2 separate regions of the Mus musculus genome follow, and region 2 is linked to region 1. A link is a contact called in public Hi-C data. All regions are on one chromosome and are shown on one strand. The core of a region is the stretch at or near the end of the contact, and the rest is flanking DNA. Distances in the headings are between cores, read along the strand shown.

Region 1 (4,360 bases), core at 598-3,097:
GTAGAGGCAGGCTAGAATGTAGGAGAAGGCATATGCTGTTTGAAGATGCAGATTCTAAACACATTTCTTACTGGGGACACTGGTATCATCTTAGGGATCCTGATGTGCAATGTACAAGGCTTCCAAGCATTTAAGATGCTTCAGCATCTCTGATCTCTAGCCACTAAATTTTATAACACCTTCTGTTCATGATAGCAATGTCAAAGTCCTCTATTTTTCCTATGTCCCCTGGAGGTTTATAATAAGGGATCCTTCTCTATCTACCAGCACACACACACACACACACACACACACACACACACACACACACACACTCTCTCTCTCTCACTCACTCACTCACGGGAGAGAGAGAGAGAGAGAGCGAGCAAGAGAGAGAGAGACAGAAAGACAGAGAGACAGAGAGTCTATGTTGAGAATACTTGGATACCGTAGAGAACTGGGAGACTATTGGTGTCATTAATGGTCATGGAGAATTCATTAAGATGTCCTTGGTTGGAAGATACTGTTTTATTTTGGACATGCTGAGTCTGAAGTACCACTGGGATATATGAGCCTTATTGGTATGCAGGCAGAAGACAACAAGAAAGAAGAAAGTTGGCAGGGTTTAATAATCTATTCAACCTCGAGAGAGAAGAATTGCTTCTTGTTCAGTTCTCAGATATTTTATTGAAGAAAAAGAAACATTTTGGCTGTGCTAGAATCCAGTTCTTTAAATTTTATTCCAGAGTTTTATTTTGAATTCTTACGAAGCAAATGAAGGTGACACACATTGGTCAGCTACATGAGCCAGACACTTAAAAGCCATTAGCAAATGTATTTTCCATTGTCCATGTGTCTCAGGCTGAATGGCTGGATCAAGGTGACACAGTCAATTACCAAAGAATGATCATTCTGTCCAGCTTCAAAACGCAGGTCCTTTTTACTGCCACAGTGTGACAGTTACTGAGTTTGAATTTCAGCAATCCCAGCAGACATGCAAAGTGCTGGTATATATTCATGCACTGCTCCTCAGACATCCTGCTGTGCTGTGTCTAGGGCATAGTGGCTGATGGGAATGTACCATGATACACAAGGTGGGTTAAGAAGCAAACCGTTTTACATAGAAGTTCCATTTGGGAATACTAGCTCCAGTTGGACAAATGTTACTATGATCTAATTTTTAAAAAATATTTTTGCCATAATGAGACAAATCTTAGAATGTTTTCAGGGTCTATTTGTTGAAGTTACAGGGACCATGCTCCATAAGAATGTGTTCTCTGTGTCTGTCTCTGATTCTGTCTGTCCCATCTCTGTGTAACAGAGTTGAGACAGTAAAAAGTCATATAGTTCCTTATATTACTTTTTAAGTTACCATACAAGATGATAGGTTACATTATTATTTGCACTCATATATGGCAGTATACATTCTTCTTATTAATTTTTCTCTCCCATTGTCCTGCCCATCCCCCCTCTTTCTCTCTTGCTGGTCTCATTGGTTCCACTAAACCATAGTTTCTTCTGCTTTCGTGTCCCATGTATACTGTTACTCTTTCCTTTTTTCTTTCCTTTCATCTCCATTAAGATGTCTTCTAAATAATAAATGGACAAATGAGTTATAGAGACAGTTCTCAAAATAATAAATAAAAATGACTAGTAAGTATTTGAGGAAATGTTAGAAAATATTCTTAGACTTCAGAATAATACAATTTAAAAACTGTTTTAAGATTCTATCTTACTCTAATATGAATAGTTGTCATTGAGAAACACAAGAAATAGTGTTAAAGAAGTAGAGAAATTATTCCTGTACAGTGCAGCAACTAAAACCAATACGGCATTTCCTCAAAACCTAAAATTAGAATTACTATATAACTCATCTATTCCTGGTGATCTGCTGAGGGACTTATAAGTTGGTCTAGTACTCAGATATGTATACATTTATCTTTATTGCTTCATCTTCACAATAGCTATGGAATGAAAGCAGCCTAGATGTTTATCAATAGAAGAAAATACACATAGAGATTTATAACTGGCCAACACACAAAAAATATTGTAGAGTGCTCATTCCTCAATGGAATATACATATCCTCTTGCCAAGGCTCAAGAATCATTGCCAAACAAGGGTCAGAAAGATTGTAAAAGCCAGAAGTGGTGGGTGACACAGCTAAATATTTTGGCTGTGCTAGAATCCAGTTCCTTAAATTTTATACCAGAGTTTTATTTTGAATTCTTAAGAAGCAAATGAAAGTGAAACAGATTGGTCAGCTACTGGACAACCGGGTAGTTGCACATATGGCCTGACATTTGCTGTGACTGCATGCACAAATCCTGCCCACCGTCAAGCCAGACATAAATCCTAGCATCGAGTGAGAGGATGGTTGGTAAATTCTACCCCCATATGAACAACTATTGGAAACTGATGGCTGTAGGAAGAGAGTCGGTTTTCTTCAAGAATGTGATAGATCCCTGCAAGACTGCCCACACTCCAGTAGATGCTCCTATACCTGTGCATACACTGGACACACTAGGTGGACTCCATGTGGAATATGTGTGTGTGTGTGTGTGTGTGTGTGTGTGTGTGTGTGTATGTGTGTGAGAGAGAGAGAGAGAGAGGGAGAGAGAGAGAGAGAGAGAGAGAGAGAGAGAGAGAGAGAGAGAGAGAGAAGAGAGGTAAGATAGACAGACCAAACAGACAGACAGACTGACAGAGAAACAGACATACAGAGAGACACAGACAGACAGAGACATAAAATTGGGAAGGAAAAATGATGGAAGGAAACAGTGAAGGGCGTGTAAAATCACATTGTATACTTGTATTACAGTCTCAATCTTATAAAAAGTAAAAAAAAAATTATTCACTCAAAGATAAAATGAAATCATAACACTTGCAAGAAAATTAAATTTATTGTGTTAATTACAACAAGCCACAATCAGCAAGACAGACATTGTTCTTTCGCTCACATATTAAATCTAGATGAAAGATTGTGTAGTGTGTGCGTATATGTGTGTGTCTGGGGTGTGTGGAAGTAGAAAGGGGACTGTGAGAGAGGAAAGAACCCAGAGCTTCCTCTGGAGCATGAGGCCCACCCCATATCTTCCATCCCAGGTTGAATTTGTCATTTCTCTGTGTTAATCATGACTTCTGGAGTTGTGATTCCCAAGCCTGGATGTGGTGGTTTAGGGTTAATTATGTTCTTCTTAGGATTTTCTATCTGCATTCTAACACTGGTTGTACTGATGTTTTCTGATAACCTCTGCAGACCTGTTTGTGTTCAATGCTTTCTCTTTGGCTCATGCTTTAGACACTCACAGTCCCTTTTCTCTTTAGTCACAACAGCATGCAACTCTCACAAGGCAGCTTTCTGAACACCTATTTCTAACGTCCCTGATTCTCCCTATTACCAGCAACACAAATAAATTCACTTTCTCTAACTATGAAATTAATACATTTTTTTTACATTTTTTTTTCATTTTTCCGCTGGATTATTCCTGTTACCAGGCATCTTGTTAAGCCATGGATCAAAATCAATGGATTCTATTTTAGTGAGCAAGAGATGGCATTGGTATTGAAAATAAATTAATTTAAGTGGCTAAAAATAAAACTGTATACTCCTATCTATAGCTACTGTTAAATTTTAACTTTACTGTTTCCATGATAATAATTTAGATACCTTCATGTTACAAATTTTAAGAGTTTCTATTTCAATATGTTTAAGACCATGTAGGGGTTATAGGTAGGTTGGATTGAGTTCAAGTGATTGATAACCTCACTTTTGTTCTGTATAATAGTTTACTGGGATGTTATATATTAAAATAGCCTCTCTCATTATGTAAGTTCTGGGAAGAAACATCTGTCTTGATAGTTTCTAAGCTCTCATACAGTAAATGACACAGTAAACCATCCAGGCAATCATTCACTGAGTGCCTATTTCTTGAAGGATATGATTTGAACCTGAGAGTATTTATGTGGTCTGGGTTAAGAAGTAAGAGAAAAATATAGCTACTTTTGTCTCACAGAATACATCCAAAGCAAAATTTGGAGGTGAATTTCAGAAAACTAAGTATGTTTCCTTATGTTAAGAAGTTCCAATAAAGCATGTGATTATGTCTCACTTGTTAGCTAAGGCAAGTGCAATCAATCCCGGGGAAATTCACTGAGTTATATGTGGCCTTTTCAAAACAGCTCCACTTTCCTAAAAGTGCGCAGAATTCTAAATAAGAACCCAAACATAGGTTTTCCATTCCTAAAGAGAAGGAGCCCAAAATAACTTTCTGTGGGTCAATAGCCAGCATAGCTGCTCTTTAAAATATCTACCTGGTGAGCTTAACAATGTACTATTTAACAATCAAGAAACAATAGATATATTAGAATTACAATTAAAAA
Region 2 (4,360 bases), core at 1,106-3,605, 590 kb before region 1:
TGGGTTCACAAATGTCCAGATTTCTCCGCTTGCTTGTTCCACTTTCCATTTCAGACCACTGGCCACCAAATGAGGCTGACATATTGGAAAATAATGTTTTATGGGCGAGTGGTAAAAAATAAAATGGAGGCATTAGCTCTGCTTTCAAATTCAAATCTCCTAGTTTTGTCAGACCCCAAAGGTTTTGATTTTCCACCCAGCTGGAAGCTATTAGTGTTTTCTAAAGGCATCCCACTGACAGGGCAAACCTACCTAATGTGTGAGCTGTTGGGCTGAGGGCGATGGACCTCTCTGGATGAGTTCCTAACTTCTCATCACTTTGACAGTCGATTAAATAGATATAACACCCAGTGAAAATGTACATTAATTTGCTTCTGCCACTGAAAGACATTTGAAACTGTATTAAATAAAGGCCGTAATAGATTGTCTCCTGACAAAGATAAATCCAATTATACTTTGTCGGCAGGAAAAACAAACAGCGTATGGTTTAGGCTCCAAGGTAAGACAGTGCCAACCACAAAGAAATGAGTGGGGTAGGAAATAGGTTATAAAGCTCCCTGAGAGGTCCACCGTGCTGAGAGGCCAGCCGCCATCTCTTCTATAAATGCCTGCTGTAAAGAGCTGGACACAGTCAGACAATTTCTGCTACCTTGTTTGGGGGAAGTGATTGGCAAACACCTGCACCTCCTCGACTGTCAGCTGATGCACAGAGAGACCCCAAGAACTTTGCCTAAGTGACAAAGGAAGAGTGTTTTGTCTGTCACCGTAAGAATCTGAAGGGTGTGTAAACATCAGGGGGTCAAAGACTCCTTGGGGTTGTCCTAGAGGGCCTAAGTGCTAAGCACTAAGATGTAAGGGATTAAAAGGAAACATACCTGAGAGAAGGTTGACTTAGTAGGTGATTAGACAGACGTTATAGAGGCAGAAAGGCTGTTTTGCTTGGATCACTTGCAACTAGATGGACAAGCCCCCTCCATCCTGGGGAGACCATGCTATGTGGTCCTTGGAGAAATCCTACTCTATTGGGCCAGGGGAAGGCAGGGAGCTAGATGGCTATAACACAGCTCTACAGTTCATCTTTGTCTTATGACAAACTCAGTTTGACTTTTTCTTTTTTATCTCTGTTAGCTTATGTGGGTTAATACTGAGCTCTAAAACTAGTGTGAAACTTCCAGCCTCAAAAAAATAATGTCTTCTTAATAAGCCAATCTCTGTGGCATTTTCCTCCATATATATACATACATACATACATACATACATATGCACTGACAATCATTTTGGCAGTTTTTGAAGCAATGTAGCAATGTATTTTATTTTGAATTCTGGTCAACATATGTTATCCAGTGGGTAGGGTGATGCCTATGTTTAATACCAATACTCAGGAGACAGAGTCATGTGAATCTCTGAATTTTTGAAACCAGCCTGGTCTACATAGCAAGTTTCAGGCCAGTCAGAACTGCACAGTAAGACTTTATGAATGGGAGACAAAAAGAGAGAGACAGAAACAGAGACAGAGAGGGAGACACAGAGAGAGAAACAGAAGGAAAGAGAAAGAGAAAAAAAGAAGAAAACCTCAAATATATACACACTCCGCATATGAAAGCAAATATGTCTGTTATTATGTGCACACTGTGTAGGTTTACTAGTATTTGTGCAAAATGAAATCTCAAAAATATCACTTGCTAACAGAAAATAGAACCTGTATCTGTAATTATTATTTGTTTATAATAGTGGCCATGATCTTATACTAGCACAGTATATTTATTATTGTATATCTTTTATAATTGACAACTTTTGACTCTCAGACCTAACATTTAAGAAATTCTAAAATCTGAAAACTGTTTTTAACACACATTGGTTGAACATTATTTTATGTAAATGAGACTTAAATGTACTAATGTTCTTAAAAGTAGATTTCTCTGCAGGAAAAATGGTCTAAATTCTTTCTTTTCAGCTTTTAAATAAAACAACACTTAGGTTCTTAGCCCTAGTGAGGAATCCTAGCTTTATAGACTCTTTTAGCATAAAATATCATCTTCCAATTTAAACAAATTTAAAAAAGAGATCTGTAAAAGACCCACCTGCACACCAATTTGCAAAGAAGTTACCATTTCCATCTCGTTTTCCAACCACAAAACCCACTGGGTTAAAAGAGAAGGTACCTAGCAGCTCAGCCCTATCCTGTGACACAGCTTGTAACACTATATGGAAAACCTTTGTCTCGATGTCATCACCCTCCCATCTTGACTAATGGCTAGTTAGTTTTGTTAAAATGCAAGGGTGATGGCGTATGCTCCAGTGAACTTCCCCTCCTCTCAGCACCAGAGACAAAAACCTGCAGCTCTGCTGTGTGCAGGCAGCCATCTGGACAGCTTTCCCTCAAAGCCCAGCCCACACCACACTGCAGGCAAAATCAGAGGGCTCCAGAGCTCTGTGGGGCTATTCATGACATACCAATTTCACATTTTCTGCTTGTAGGCTTGCAACAATAAATGCTAATGAGGACCATGAATGACAGTGTTAAAGACAATAAAAAGGTCTCCAAATCCCTTGCATATGGAGACACTGTTTTCAAAACTTCACCTTCTGTTACAGCGATGTAAGAATCTAAGGGATTAAAAAAATAATAATAACCTAAGGAAAGCAGTAAGCTGATCAAAGCACAACTGAATTCTTAAGATTGCCAGAGAAAGCAGTCTGTACAAGGCCAGCAAACAACAGATATTACCAACCCCATGAATGCATAAGGCACCGTTAGTCTCTACCTTTGTGTCTTGGACATGAAGCTCAATGAGAAAAAAACCTTTCTGCTAAACACTGACACACCACCACCTTTGAGCCTGAGAAGCAGTTCTGCAAAAATGATTATAATCAGCCCGATGCCTGTCATCATTCTTTGACTTAGTAGTAAACATTCAACGTATTTTTAAATCAGCGAAAATGCAAGCTGGTTCTCTTCTGATAACATCTATCCTTAAAACCAATCCAATAGTAGAGGCTTAGAGGAGTGGAACAAGTTCAAATCCAGGCTAATTTACAGAGCAAGATCGGAACCAGCTGGGGCTCCAGAATAAGTAATACTAAGTGTGGAACTGGTAATGATGGCCCTATGCAGGGGGATTTCATGTGAGGGTTACTTTCGGAATATTCCAAATTTCCGAAAACGAACATACATATGTTTGAACCACATGGATTCTATATAATATACATTTCTTTCAATGCAATGAAATTACAGAACAAAAACCATAAACATAGGAATATTTTAAACACCAACAAGACTCTTGCTATGCTCAGAGGAACTGTGTAGTGGTTAATTCTTTTCATTAACACAGACTTAAACACTTTCAGCAAAATCCACCAGGTGGAGCAAGGACACAGCAATACAAGAGCCCACATTTTTTTTTTCTGATCATATTTTTTTCCTCAGCACTTTTTAATCTCTAACAAACTCCCATCACCTTTTCTCCATATTGCAAATTCTTCAAATCTATACACATACACTAATTTGTTACATTTGTATGTAGATTCAAACTTTAAAAAGAAAAACCCACTTTTAGCTAGAATGAGTTTTATTACCAAATTCCATCCCTAACTGTGCTTTCTCTGTCCAGAGGTCCCAGTATAGCACATCTGCTACAGCACCAAGACAAAATGACTCCAGCGGCGTTCGCACCCATCCGCCCCACCACACTGCTGTATATTGGAATATAGAAAATACAGTAGCGCTTCAAATCTTTGAACCTCAGCTCAGTTCGCTTAGCAAATTCAGCACTTCAACTTACTAAGATTATTCATTTATACCTCATTAACGTTTTCAGAAAGTTTGTCAAGATTGCCTTTTATGTGAAAAGGTCCCTTTTCCACTGCTGTGGGTACACTGACAACAGAACTAGATCACTGGCCCAGCTGGCAACCTGCTCTTGGCCAGAGCAACCCCTACCCATCCTCTCCTCCGCCACACCACCTGTTCCTGTCCATTTCAGCCCAGATTAACAGAGCAAGCTCACCTGAAAACCACAACTAGCCATTTGTCTTTCAGTCTTTCTCAGTCCTCTCTTAGTGAACTCAGTGCCCTGCTGATAATAGCACTGGGCTGTTCTCACCTGCATTCTGAAAAACTATGGGGGGGTCGGGGGTGGGTCGGGTGATAAAACCTAGCAAAACTTGGGGAGCTCAGGAGGCAGGGTGGGGCTTTAGTGAAGAGTCTGTTTGTAGAGAGTGAGTTATGAACACTGACAGTGGCTAAAAGTATATTTTTATACTACTTTCTCCACGTGCATATTGATGGTGAAGAAAAACTCTGAAGGAAAGGCAGGAGGATGCTACATAAATAGACAGGAGCAAACCTGCAGAGAGGGTG

What was found. Hi-C and Micro-C count contacts between places; a contact is called where the count stands out from the background.
Region 2: a Hi-C map of cerebellum shows a contact between it and region 1, with 2.3 times the contacts expected there. The contact joins two enhancer-like sites. A contact is called at or near these places in 1 of 484 Hi-C or Micro-C datasets (cerebellum) and 1 of 115 datasets of contacts at active chromatin or transcription factors (astrocytes).

Annotation. Positions count from the first base shown.
Region 1 is chr4:13,190,253-13,194,612 of GRCm38.p6, reverse strand. No RefSeq gene overlaps it. Among named protein-coding and RNA genes, the nearest start is that of Gm46847, 84 kb to the right of the region's middle. Within about 2 kb of position 1,847, at least 4 of the 459 cell types and tissues checked have an H3K27ac peak or open chromatin away from gene starts, as enhancers often do. A contact at or near this core is called in cerebellum, where this site is marked.
Region 2 is chr4:13,777,041-13,781,400 of GRCm38.p6, reverse strand. It overlaps a transcript of Runx1t1 not described here. Among named protein-coding and RNA genes, the nearest start is that of Runx1t1, 5.6 kb to the left of the region's middle. Within about 2 kb of position 2,355, at least 41 of the 459 cell types and tissues checked have an H3K27ac peak or open chromatin away from gene starts, as enhancers often do. A contact at or near this core is called in cerebellum, where this site is marked.